Regions from separate parts of the Zea mays genome. Here region 1 is linked to region 2. Evidence: chromatin contacts called from public Hi-C data. All regions are on one chromosome and are shown on one strand. Each heading gives the region's core, a stretch centred on a gene start, on an enhancer-like site or on the middle of the called end of the contact. The rest is flanking DNA. Distances are from core to core; before and after follow the strand shown.

Region 1 (6,168 bases), core at 2,164-4,663, 530 kb before region 2:
GCCAGCACGATATATCGGGCCAGGTTTGAGCCGGGGTCGCGACCCATGGGCGGGCACGAGCATGACCCGTTTAAGGCAGGCACGAAATGGCTCATATAGAGGCACGAAAAGGTCCATATATTCATTAAAACCACACTTCATCCCACACTTTCATGTACTTGATAAAGAACACAAAGCTAAAGATGATGCTAGTTAGATGTTTTTTAGTTTCAAATTAGAGTATGTGATGTAATTTTACTTTTGTTATGAACATTAGATAATAAACTGAACTTATGAACTATGTATAGAGTTGATTATACTCTTTTTCGTTCTAACAAAATGATTTTTAAACGAGGTAGTCATTGCATAGCTCTAGTAACTTAATACAAATATTAAGTTTGCTTTTGGTTCAATTTATTTATCTTAGCTTTTATTTGTTTTATTAAATTTGTTTTGAATTTAGGGCTCGCATGTGAATTTAGGGCCGCGGTGTGAATTTCGGGTCAAAAAATAAATTCCAAGACAAAAATTGAATTTCAGGCTTTTTATAATTTCAGGCCGTCCGAAATAAGCCTGGCACGTTTAAGCAATTACGTGCCAGGCCGTAGGCCGAGGGCTGGTCTGGCATGTCCCGAAATTTAAACGGGATAGGCCAGTCCGAAATTTAAACGGGCCGAGCCTTTTTAGGTTTAGACCGGACCGGACGGCCCGAATGGACACCTATAATGGAGATACTCTAAAAGTTGAATTATTAGTTAGATTGTTTAGATGTTTTTAGCTAATTTTAGCAGCTAACTCTTAATTCTAGTGCATTTAAGCATTAATCTGATGTCCCCATAAACACGAATCGTGGCTTCGCCTGCCTATGCTTCGTAGTTTCTAGTTCAATAACATAATCATTTTTCTCCTTTTCTCTTCCAAAACAACTCACGGTGGTTTTGGGAAGGCATTTGCAGTTTTTTTTTTAAAAAAGCAACACCATCAATTTCCAGGTCGAGCAGCATCCATTGGGATACTCACGTACAGCCTTTTGACATGGTTATTGCAACTAGAGAGAACTTTGGTTCGATCTTCAGAGAGATTATGATGACAGCTTGCTGGATCATTTGGATGATGAAAAACAGTGTCATTTTCGAATTTCGTTAATGGGATTTGCAGTTGCGCTTCAACTCATGGAAAATTATCTTCATTGAGGATTCTGGCTTGGTGTACACCAAAGCCAAACCCAGCAGAGCAAATCCCCTCAAACTGTGGAAAGAGAGTTACACACCTAAAAGAGGCCTTTTCTGTTCTTCCTTTCCCTGGTGATTAGTTCAAAAGAGAGAGACAGAACGGAAACAGAAACCCCAAGCATGGTATCAACAAAACAGCTTGTTCGAAAAATCCAGTTTAAAACAATATTATTTACCAATTGTACCAAATAACAATGGTAGGTTCTGACAGTACTAGTCACGTTTGCCGCTAAAGCTGCGGCGGCTTATTCCGTAGTTACGAACAGGAATTATGGATACAAGCGGGCATATTATTCCTCACCACTCTCACTCTTGACAAAAATAAATAGATCGACGGTACAAGTCTGCGAGCATAGTTCGGGAACAGCACTCCTCAGTTCTTGACGGTGGTGACATGCCGCAGAAGCATCTGAATGACATCCGGGGAGATGCTTGCGGCCTGCTGGGTGAGTTGCTCGATCTTCGCCGCCGTTTCTTCCTCGAGACGCTTGACGTTTGCACCGGAGTCGCCGCTGCTCTGTAGTCACCAAGACACAGAAGTGAGGTCCTGTAGTCCAGTGGGGAAAAATGGGACATGGCGTGCATACCTCTGCAACCTTCCTCTGAAACTCAGCCTCCATCTGGGCACGGTATTCGGCTATTTCCCGCTCAGCCTCCTCTTTTGCTTGCCTGAGCCTCGCTGACTTGGCTATTGGACACAGGAAACATTCATGTTCAGTATTAACTATTAAGAGGAAGGGAGGGGGGTAAAGGGGTCAGCTTTTTAGCTTCCTATTAGCTGACAATTTGCCAACAAGTTTAAAAGACATTTGTACAGCACATGGTTCACAATGGAATATGTTTTTGCTAATGGGACCCATAAAAGCAAGATTTCAACCCCTTCTTTTATTGCGACTTAGCTGTAGAACACACAAATTCAAGTTTATACTGCAGAGAGAACACAGCCCTTTAGCTTTTAGCTTTGTTGTTACATTTCACCAGAAAACAGTTCACAGTTAAGGCTCTCTTTGGAACCCCTCGAGCTAATAGTTTGGCAGCTAATAAATTATTAGCTGGATTGAGCCAGCTAATTAACTAATTGTTAGCTGCGAGGTAGCTAACAATTAGCTGTGGTATTAGCTGATGGCGTGGAACCCAACAACTAATTTTTAGTAGCTAACTATTAGTTTTAGAGGTTCCAAACAGGGCCTAAACATGCTTCTGCATACTTGAAAAAGAAAAGTAAACTTCTTTTCCCCCTCTAGACTAAAGATTGCTTTGTGCAGAGTTGGACACTAAATATTTCATGATCTCAACTCAGGTAGCTAAATGCAAACTTATACATTGTAACTTTGGCGTGAGAGGTCATGGTCTAACACCCAGAACAGGTGTTATATATTTGTTGGTAATGCAATAGTAACAGCATTAATGAGATGCCGTTTTTTTGCTACAGTTCAGAAACGTAGCAGTGCATTACCTTCAATCTCGCTCTACAAACATTAATTGAGGATCAGTGAAAGATGTCTAAGTGAATGGAACGAACTCATTCACAAGGTTGTTGCTGCCTAACGCTACGCTAGATCTACAATGGCTTGGGACAAAAAAGATGAGAAAACACTACCAGCTCTAGCGGCATTCACAATTTGCTGAGCCTCCTGCTCCGCAGCCAGCAACTGCTGGATCCCACTCTGGCGCCTGTTCGCGTCCATCCCTCAGCTCCTGGGCAAAACAAAAGGTCCGTAATTCGGAATCAGAGATAGACCTCAAATGTTTCAGATCAAACAAAGGGAGCACATAAACCTAGATCGCTACAAGACATTATGCCAGATGTGTAGTTTCATGCCATTATCCAGATATTCCGGCACGCAGGCAGAGGGACCAACGAATCCGCCGCGACGTGTTACAGGAGCACGCATCACAGTAGGCCGCCGAGAAAGATTTGCGATCCAGATCACGTCAGCGAACCGACCCCGCGGGACGGGACCAGCGATCCGCGCGGACAGAAGGGGTCCCGCCTCCGCGGCGAGCGATCCGCGAGAAGGAGAGAAGAAACGCAGGGATCTCGGCGCGGGGTTACCTGATCTGGATCGGGGCGGGTCGATTCGGCAGCCGGAGTGGAGGACGGTGGAGCGGCTGCGGAGGTTGGGGAACAGATCGCGTTCGCCGAGCCGAGCGGGAGGGCGACAGGAAGGCGATTGGTGAATGGAGATCCGCATATACAACGTGGCTCCACCTATCGATTTTTTTAATTTTAGTACTTTTTTCGGATTTTTATGTTAAAGTGTTTGGTATGTTTCTATATAGGGAAATTTGAATCCATACCATTAAAAGATCACCACTTTAGATCCATACCATTACTATCTCACTTACATGTGGGTCCACATGAGTCAATAACATGTGGGGTCCATGGTATATATCTAAAGTTTGGATCTTTTAATGGTATAGATCCAATTGTTCCTTCTATATATAAATCTGAATCGAGTCCGGCTCGTCTCGCTACGGCTCCGTCAAGTAACGAGTCAAGGTTCACTCATTTGACGAACCAGAAAAATCGGTTCGACTTGACTCGTTCTGGCTCGCCAAGCTAACGAGCATGTCTACAAATCACCCTCCAAATTATAATACAAAATGTCAAAAATAATTTAAACAATATATTTTAAATCAGTAAAATAAATATATTACTGATGTAATATAAAAATACATTAATTTTGTACAGTAATATTAAATAAAATAAACTAATTATCTATTGGGTACAAACATTATATGCTAATTAGAAATTTATGTAGCAAATTATTGTTAGGTCGAGCCACGAGCTAAATTGCGAGCTGTAGCGAGTCGAGGAGAGCTAGTCTAAGATAGAGTGGAGCGATCCTATTATTATATTTTATTATGTTTGGATTCTAGGATCAAACTTATTTTTTTTTTGTTCAAAACAACATACTATAAATCCTACCCTTTAGAGTGAGTTTAATAATACAGTACTGCTGGCTTTAAGGATCCTTCCAACCCACATTAAACTAGACATGATCGTTGGGCACCTGACCAACCCGACCCGCCCGAAAAACCTGGCCCGACCAATGCAACGGGTGGATACAAACCATAACTTTTTACCCGCAATAATTTACGGGCCAGGTATGGCCCACAATTTTTTATCAAAAACCCGACCCAAAGCCAAAAAACTGTCACAATTCGAAAGACCCGACCTGATACATCAAACAGCGAGGTATGAACCGACTCAACCCAACTCGGCACTAGGCACCAGTCGGGTACGGGCCGTGCTAAGTGGCCCACGACCAGACCTTGGTCTGATCCGATGTTTGAACTGGTCTACATTAAACTCATCCATATAGGAGTTAGGTGACACTATTAATACAGACTCCACTTATCCATCTCACAGTTTTTTGGTTCTTGTGTCTAAGCCGGCTCCCGCTTCTCTTTTATCTCGTCTACCTTACCATTTAGACAGCTTAGAGCATCTCCAAATGTTATGTAAAAAGATTACTAAAACTCAGTTTAAGGAGTTATTAGAAAAAACACGTCTCAAATGATACCCTAAATGATGTTGCTAAATTTATAAAGTTGTTATTTTATCATTTCTTATCCCCGCATTTGACAAGCCGAGAGGAACTCCACAAAGCACTTTTTCACGCGAAAATTGTATTTTGTGCCTTCTATTTTTATTCTCTTATTGTTTTTATTAATAAACTGTGGGCGGGCTACTACGTAGAGAAGAATCTTGCTACATGTTAGAGTTTTTTTATTAATAAACTCTGGGCTACTGTGTGAAGAAGAATCTTGCTACATGGATCCTTGAAACTCCACTCATGTCATGCGAACACTTTTAGGACTGATTTGGTGATTAGGGATCTCGAGGGGGTCTATGGAAAGATCCTCTCGAGATCCCTAATCACCAAATCAGCTCTTAGGATGTGTTGATGATATATGCAAGGGGTAATACTCCAACGACGAATACACTGACGGGTGAGACCGAGTGACTCAAGTAACTCAAATGAAAAAACATTTAATTTAAAACTTTTGAATCTTGTCAAGTAAAAAAGATTTATCTCCATTCAAAATTGTTTCAAAAATTAAAAAATATCAAATTATTTAAATAAAAAACTTGCCAACAACAATAATAACTCATATCGATCACTAGACCTATAGTAGTAACTATGTGAACATTCATGATTGTTTAGGAATTCTAATTTTGAATGTCAAAATCTATAAACTTAGAACACATATTTAGGACACTAAATAATTTTAAATAAAAAACCTTTCAACTACAAAGTTGTAGATGGTATTGAGAACTATAACTTTCATATAGAACATGTTAACATTTGAGATTGTTTAATAAATTTGAATTCCAAAATATATGAACTCATAGATTTTGGGGTTCTAAATAGTTTCGATACAAAAACAACTACAAAGTTGTAGGCAGTCAATTTTCATGGGCAGTCAGGTTTCATAGGTAGTCAGTTTTTATGGAGCCACATTATCCAGTAAGCATCTCCAATAGTTATGTAAATTTAGCACCATAAATTATAGATTTAAAAAGTTACTAAAATACTTGAAGAAGTAATAAATGTTTGTGCTCCAATAATTCTCTATTTATAGGTTGTTAATTTTTAAAGTTGTATGTAAAAAATAAGTGGGTCTATTTTCTATTGTTAATTGAACTTGGGATAGAAACCAATATCAACAATCTTCCATGATATCTTGGTATGTTAAAACTGTCGATGAAAGATTAGATAGTTGAGGTGACAACGTGAAGGTACCACATGAGGTATTTTAACAGCGCCCTGACGCAACAGGTTAGGCTTTGTTCGTTTACACCAATCCCGCTCTGGATTAGCATGGATTGGAATTAAATCCATGCCTCAATCCATGCCCCAAAATAATCCATGACTACTTAATTTTTTTATTCGGTTAAACCCATCATGGAATATAACCCAAAGGTTTGGGAATTTTTTAAACTATG
Region 2 (5,935 bases), core at 1,238-3,737:
GTAAAAATCTGTACTAGAGGATACCCTATAGAACCAATTTTTTTTCACCAACCAGTACTAAAAGGTTCAAAACATTAGTAACGGTTGATATTACTAGCCGGTACCAAAGTTGACTCTTTAGTGTTGGTTTTTAAAACCAGATAATATTAAAGGGTCTCAATATTTCACACCACCTCGACGCGCCCTCCTGCAACTATACATGTCTAAATGGGCCGGCCCAACAGTAGGCCCGTGACCCGGCACAGTCGTGGCCTGGCACGAGCACGGCCTGACCCGACTATAACCGTGCCCGGGCCAGTCCGGTCCGATAACCGTGCCGGGCTTGGGCTGGCCGTTTGGCCCGCGGTGCAGGCACGAGCCCGACACAGTTAATTGGTAGGCACGGTAACAGCCTGTTTGAGGAACTTATTTTGTAACGGTCAGTCTGTTTTTAGCTATAATACTGATGATATGTTATTATATAAGAGCATTCTGAATTGTGATATGTGTTTATATGTGTATCTGAAATTATTTGTCTAAGTATATATCTAAAATTATAAATATAATTAATTGAACCTAAAATAAATTTGAATATTGTCTTTAGATTCTGAATTTTAGAGTGTTTTTTTGTTTATGGGTCCGGGCCGTATAAGAATAACCGTGCCGGGCCGTATAAGAATAACTGTGCCGGGCCCGTATAAGAATAATCGTGCCGGGCCTGGGCTGCGTCAGCCAGCCCACGGGCCGGCCCGGTCCGGCACGATACTGAACCGTGCCGGGCTTGGAATGTCGCTCCTCGTGTCGGGCCCAGCCGTGTTCGTGCCGGGCCGGCCTGACACGGCCCGTTGGACATGTATACCTGCAACTCCCTCCTCACCGCGCACGTCGCCGCCAGCACACACCAGGACAAATGGCCATGCACGCGCGAGGCTCGTCGCTAGCACCTTCGCCCTCGACACCCTCATCGACAGTAGCTTCTCCCTTAGCGCCACGGTGCGCGAGGCGATGGCAACATCTGTATCTCGGGCCAGACAACAAGGACAAGGATTTATAGCGGGATTAGAACGATCGTCCGTTTTCTTGGGGAGATAAGATTTATCCGATATCATCATCATTAACATGTGTTGTTTGTTAGGCGAGAAGCAGGGATAAGGTTTATCCAATCACAAGGTTTATCTGTTTGTTTGGCAAGAAACGGGGGAAGGTGAAACAGATGTGCGCCTCGCGCATGACATAGTTGTTACGTGAGAAGCATGGGAGTGTTAGGCGAGCCGGGGGTGGGGTGGGGTGGGGGTGGCGATGCAGTTGTTAAGCGAGAAGCGGGGAGGGGAAAATGTGTGATTCGTGTGTGATGAGAAGCCGAGGAGGGGGAAACAAATGTGGGCTTTGTGCATGATGCAATTGTTAGGCAAGAAGCGTGGGGTGTTAGGCGAGGGGGGGGAGGGGCATATGTTGATAGTCGAGAAGCAGAGGAGGAAACAGATGCGCACTTCGTGTGTGACGCATGATGACCGTCGAAACTGGTGTTGTTAAGCAGTAGAGACTATTATAACATCTCCAACAATGCCTTAAATCAGTGCATTATCTTGAAATATAAGGCTCAACACATAAAAAACAGTTCCAATAGTATCCCATTTTATAAATTTATATAAAAAATATAGAGCATACCATGAAGTGATCTAAATATACTACACCCGAGACTAGTGCCCTATCCTTGTTTTCTACACCATTTTCATCATTTTCTTTCTTAATAATATAATTTACTTTCTAAAATACATGATTTATGGCTTAACTGTTGGAGCATAATTTGTTTAGTGCCCTAAACACTTTAAATAATGTAGTATTTTAGTTTTTGCGTCACTTTGTTGGGATGCTATAGCACCACACATGCACATTAAATAAAAAAAGCACAATAGTGGTGCATTGAGACGATATGCAATCATATTTGATACCTATAAAAAGTAACTTTAATATCAGAGTGAATATATGGTTCACATATCAGATATTAAACTATATTAAACTGATAAAAACAAATATTACACCTTATCATAGTCAAAAGACCCAAAAGATATAAGTTAAGTAGAAGCCCGATCCTTTTTTATAAGCCGCTTGGTTGCTTGTCCTTCTTAAGCTGATAAGATGGTACTACGTGAGAGCATTATGCTGTATGTGACTTCATATCGTGTTGGGATTGAATGGTTTTTCAAGATCTATTTAGAGATATTTGATTTCTAGAGACTAATTAACTCTATTTTATTTTATTTTAATATCTAAATTGTTAAATACGTTTGCAACTTTTCCGGTGCCTCACTGGTCACTAGTTGTTACAATTTCACTTTTGCAATTTTTAATAGAAAATAATACTACCGAGAAAATGTTCCTCGAAGTCAAACAGGTATTTTCCAGACTCCAGACTCTAGACGCTCATGGACAAGGCGACCAGCCCGGAACCTAGACGCTCATGGGCCGGTTCTGCCTTATCTCCCTCCCTCCTAGTCCTACCACTTCCTCATTCCCCACGTACTCTCTCGGCTGCTCGCTTATGGCGATCGAAGCTGCGCGCCTCTCACCGTCCATCGCCGCCGCCGCCTTCCTCGCCAGCCGCCCCCCTCTTGCCCTCCGCCCGTTCTCCCTTCGTCGCAGGTTTCCCCTCCTCCGCGTCCTCGCCAACTCATCGGGAGGGGACGGACGCGTCGTCGCTCTGTCCTCGTCTGAGCTCCGAAAGCGCCGAGGCCTGTCTTCCTCCTCTGGGGCTGCGGACTCCGCATCTGACGGGGATGAGAAGCTACGCTCGCTTCGTCGACTCTTCGCGCGGCCCGACGTTGCTATTGACGCCTACATCGTCCCTTCACAGGACGCCCACCAGGTCGAGCCGCCCTCTCCCTAGCCCTCAAGAATCCCAACTTGTATTATGATTAATCTGGTGTATATACCCAGTCGGAGAACATGAATAGATAATTTCTCAACGTATTAGTGTAATTGTGGAAAAAAATGATATAATTTAGGCGCTACATGCATGGTAATACCCACTTGTTACCAAAAAAAAATACTGCATTGTGTGTGACTAATGTGTTGCAACGTGTCTGGATCTTAGCCCTATCTTTTAAAGATGTACCTTGTGTATCCCCAGGAGGCTTAACTGGATAACAATTTTTGCTCTTGTGATGTATATGGACACTACTGCCACGTGGAGTTTTGGGAAACTTGTAATGCTCTAAACGCATATCAACCCCATTTAATATAGGGTCACTTGAGGAGTCTCTAGATGTTAATTAAAAAAATACAAGAGACGGATTCTTCGCGAAGAGACTGTTTCTAGTTCTACATTACTCTCCATATATATTGTCTCTTAACTGTATTTATGATTCAAAGGGCCAGGATTATATCATGCAGTTTTTAGCTGTATCTTGTACTTGAAAAACCATTACAGGGTCTCTAGGTTGTACATGCCCTAAAGGGATGATAGTGGAAAGGGAGTGGTCGGTGTGGTAGGAACACAGAGGGGCGGGTGCCTGGAGAGAGGCGGCCGTGAGCAGGTTGGTGAAAAAGTGGCTGTTGAGTTCGGAGTTGCTTGGCTGCTGTGATGTGTGGGAGTGATGTGGTAATTTGAGATTGGCCTGGTTGAGATTATAGATTAAGGTGTTATTTTGGTTGCGAAGTACATGGGAAGTATTTATAACTATCATGATTACTTTTAATTTAAAATACATATACTCTAATAATTCTTCGATAGTTTCCAAATATGTTGGATGTATGCGATGATACGGATGCACCCATTCTTAGAAGTAGCTGTGAAACATACTTGACTATTGAAAAAGCAGTAGAAGCGCTCAATAGTTGGTACATTTGATATAAATATATAATTTCTAGCAAGGTGTGGTCTAATTATGTCATGATGTACTTCCATAAAAATGAAGCATTTGCTTGACAGTGCAGTAGTTTCCACTACTACTGAAGTCATGAAGCATATATGTTTTTTTATTCCGCTTGTAAACTAGCTTTGAGTTTAGCTAGGGCTTTAGATAATCATGATATCTATGTGTTGGAATGAATGTCTCCCTTTCTATATTAGGCTGATTGAGTACATCTCTCCTTTCACCTGCGTGTGATTGATCCCTTCCATAGTAGAGATATTACTTACTTTCCATACTCCATAGTAGAGTGGCCTGCCTTCTCAGGTAGTGTGTGCCGGCCCTAGATGCCTTGGCCTCCAAAGATTTCCACCCTATATATGTAATGGTTCATCTGTCTCAATATACATATACAGATTCTACCCCTTTCCACTCTTCTAACACTATGCTCAACATGAGTTTGTGACTGCATATGTTTTAGAGTTTTTCCATATGTGGTGAACTGTTGTCCTAATATTGCTGCCGAATATAAATGATGTAGAAAAATTTCAATGCGTTACTTAGTGAAGCGACACGATTGAATTAAATATAATCTCCACTTACATGTTTTTTTTCACAACTTCTGTTGCAGAGCGAATTCATTGCAGAATGCTTCACGAGGCGTGCCTATCTGACTGGGTTCACTGGCAGTGCTGGTACAGCTGTGGTCACAAAAAATAAGGCTGCTCTCTGGACTGATGGCCGTTATTTTCTTCAGGTGCTCCTACTTCCTGCAAACTTTAATATCTTTGCACCTTTATTTCTGTTATTGCTTCATGATCAATTCTTCTGTTTGCTAGGCAGAGAAGGAATTGAGCCACCACTGGACACTCATGCGCAGTGGGAATCATGGTGTTCCAACTACTAGTGAGTGGTTGAATGATGTTTTACCATCTGGTTGCCGAGTTGGTATTGATCCGGTGAGTTTTTCTTTGATAAGTTATTCAATAATTTATATATTTACTACTGGGTAGTGGGTTCAGAGACGCACTGCTTATACACTTTAGTGAAGGATAAGCCATAGTGATCTTGATATTTTGGAGCTCCAATTCTAGGATAAGCAGTAGTGGTTAGTGCCTATGTCGTGTCATCTTATCTCTTGCTTTATCTCTTTAGTTGTTAGAAATTTGGTATGCTTTCTAGCTGTAAAGGAGTCTTAGTTCTACTTCTGTATATGGAACCCAAGACCACCTGTGCTTAGCACTGCCAAGTAATATACTGAAAATTCTTCAAAAACCAATGTCTCTGCCAACATTTGGTATCTAGAGCCTGGTTCTTACCGCCTTGATCCATGGCGACTTCCTCCACCCGGCGTAGGGTATCTAGCTGTAAAGTAGTCTTAGTTCTATACCTGGAAGCCAAGAAAAGCTGCAGTTTAACACTGCCAAGTAATATACGGAAAATTCCTCAAAACCTGTCCTTGACAACATTTAGTTGATGCCCATATTAAGTGGATAGTTTTGGGTTTATGCTCTTTCTTGGTGATTGTTGGAACTCACTGACACGTGGCCAAGTGGGTGGGTCCAAGCAACGGGAAACAGGAACACTTTGATGCTTAGCAACACAACGGATTAGAGAAGCAGTGTCTTTCAGCCTGTCCCATCAGAGTACAATGTGGGGGATTTATAGGTAACCAGGGGGCAGTCTTACCCTCGTAAGTACAGTTATGCCCCTGGTTACCTACGTTATCCCCGGAATATTCCCCCCTCAGGGGTTATTACAGGTCATTACAATGTGGTTAAGTACAACCTGGACTGACGCACCATTAATACTACCCTGCGCTGGGGCTTACACGTGGGGCCAGACGATCCATGATGGCGCCGCGTGGGCCCGCTTCAGTAACATGTGCGGGTAGTGACTGCAGCCTTCATCTTAGGGCGTCGGGTCTTTGGGTGCCGGTAGGGCATTCGCCTGTTCTGGTCGATACTTCCGTCCCAAGGCCTTCGCTTGGTTGAGGTAGACTTCGCTTTTCCAAAATTGCGACCTGTCCTGTTCACGTTATAAATGAACTGAGCGAGGGGGCGGGCGGCCTTCGCTCCAACAGTGATGTCACCATGACGTGACTT

Evidence for each region. A called contact is a pair of places that touch in the nucleus more often than the background predicts.
Region 1: a Hi-C map of leaf shows a contact between it and region 2, with 10 times the contacts expected there. The contact joins the promoter of LOC100193359 here to the promoter of LOC100381889 in region 2. A contact is called at or near these places in 2 of 25 Hi-C or Micro-C datasets (leaf and tassel).

What each region holds. Positions count from the first base shown.
Region 1 is chr7:18,727,711-18,733,878 of Zm-B73-REFERENCE-NAM-5.0, reverse strand. LOC100193359 reads right to left here and starts at 3,413. Exons shown (of 4, transcript NM_001348930.1): 1 at 3,268-3,413; 2 at 2,812-2,909; 3 at 1,799-1,899; 4 at 1,351-1,728. The coding sequence starts at 2,899. The coding sequence ends at 1,585.
Region 2 is chr7:18,198,851-18,204,785 of Zm-B73-REFERENCE-NAM-5.0, reverse strand. It overlaps LOC100381889, which reads left to right and starts at 2,487. Exons shown (of 13, transcript NM_001174671.1): 1 at 2,487-2,845; 2 at 4,462-4,587; 3 at 4,670-4,789. The coding sequence starts at 2,522. It also overlaps the pseudogene LOC111589901.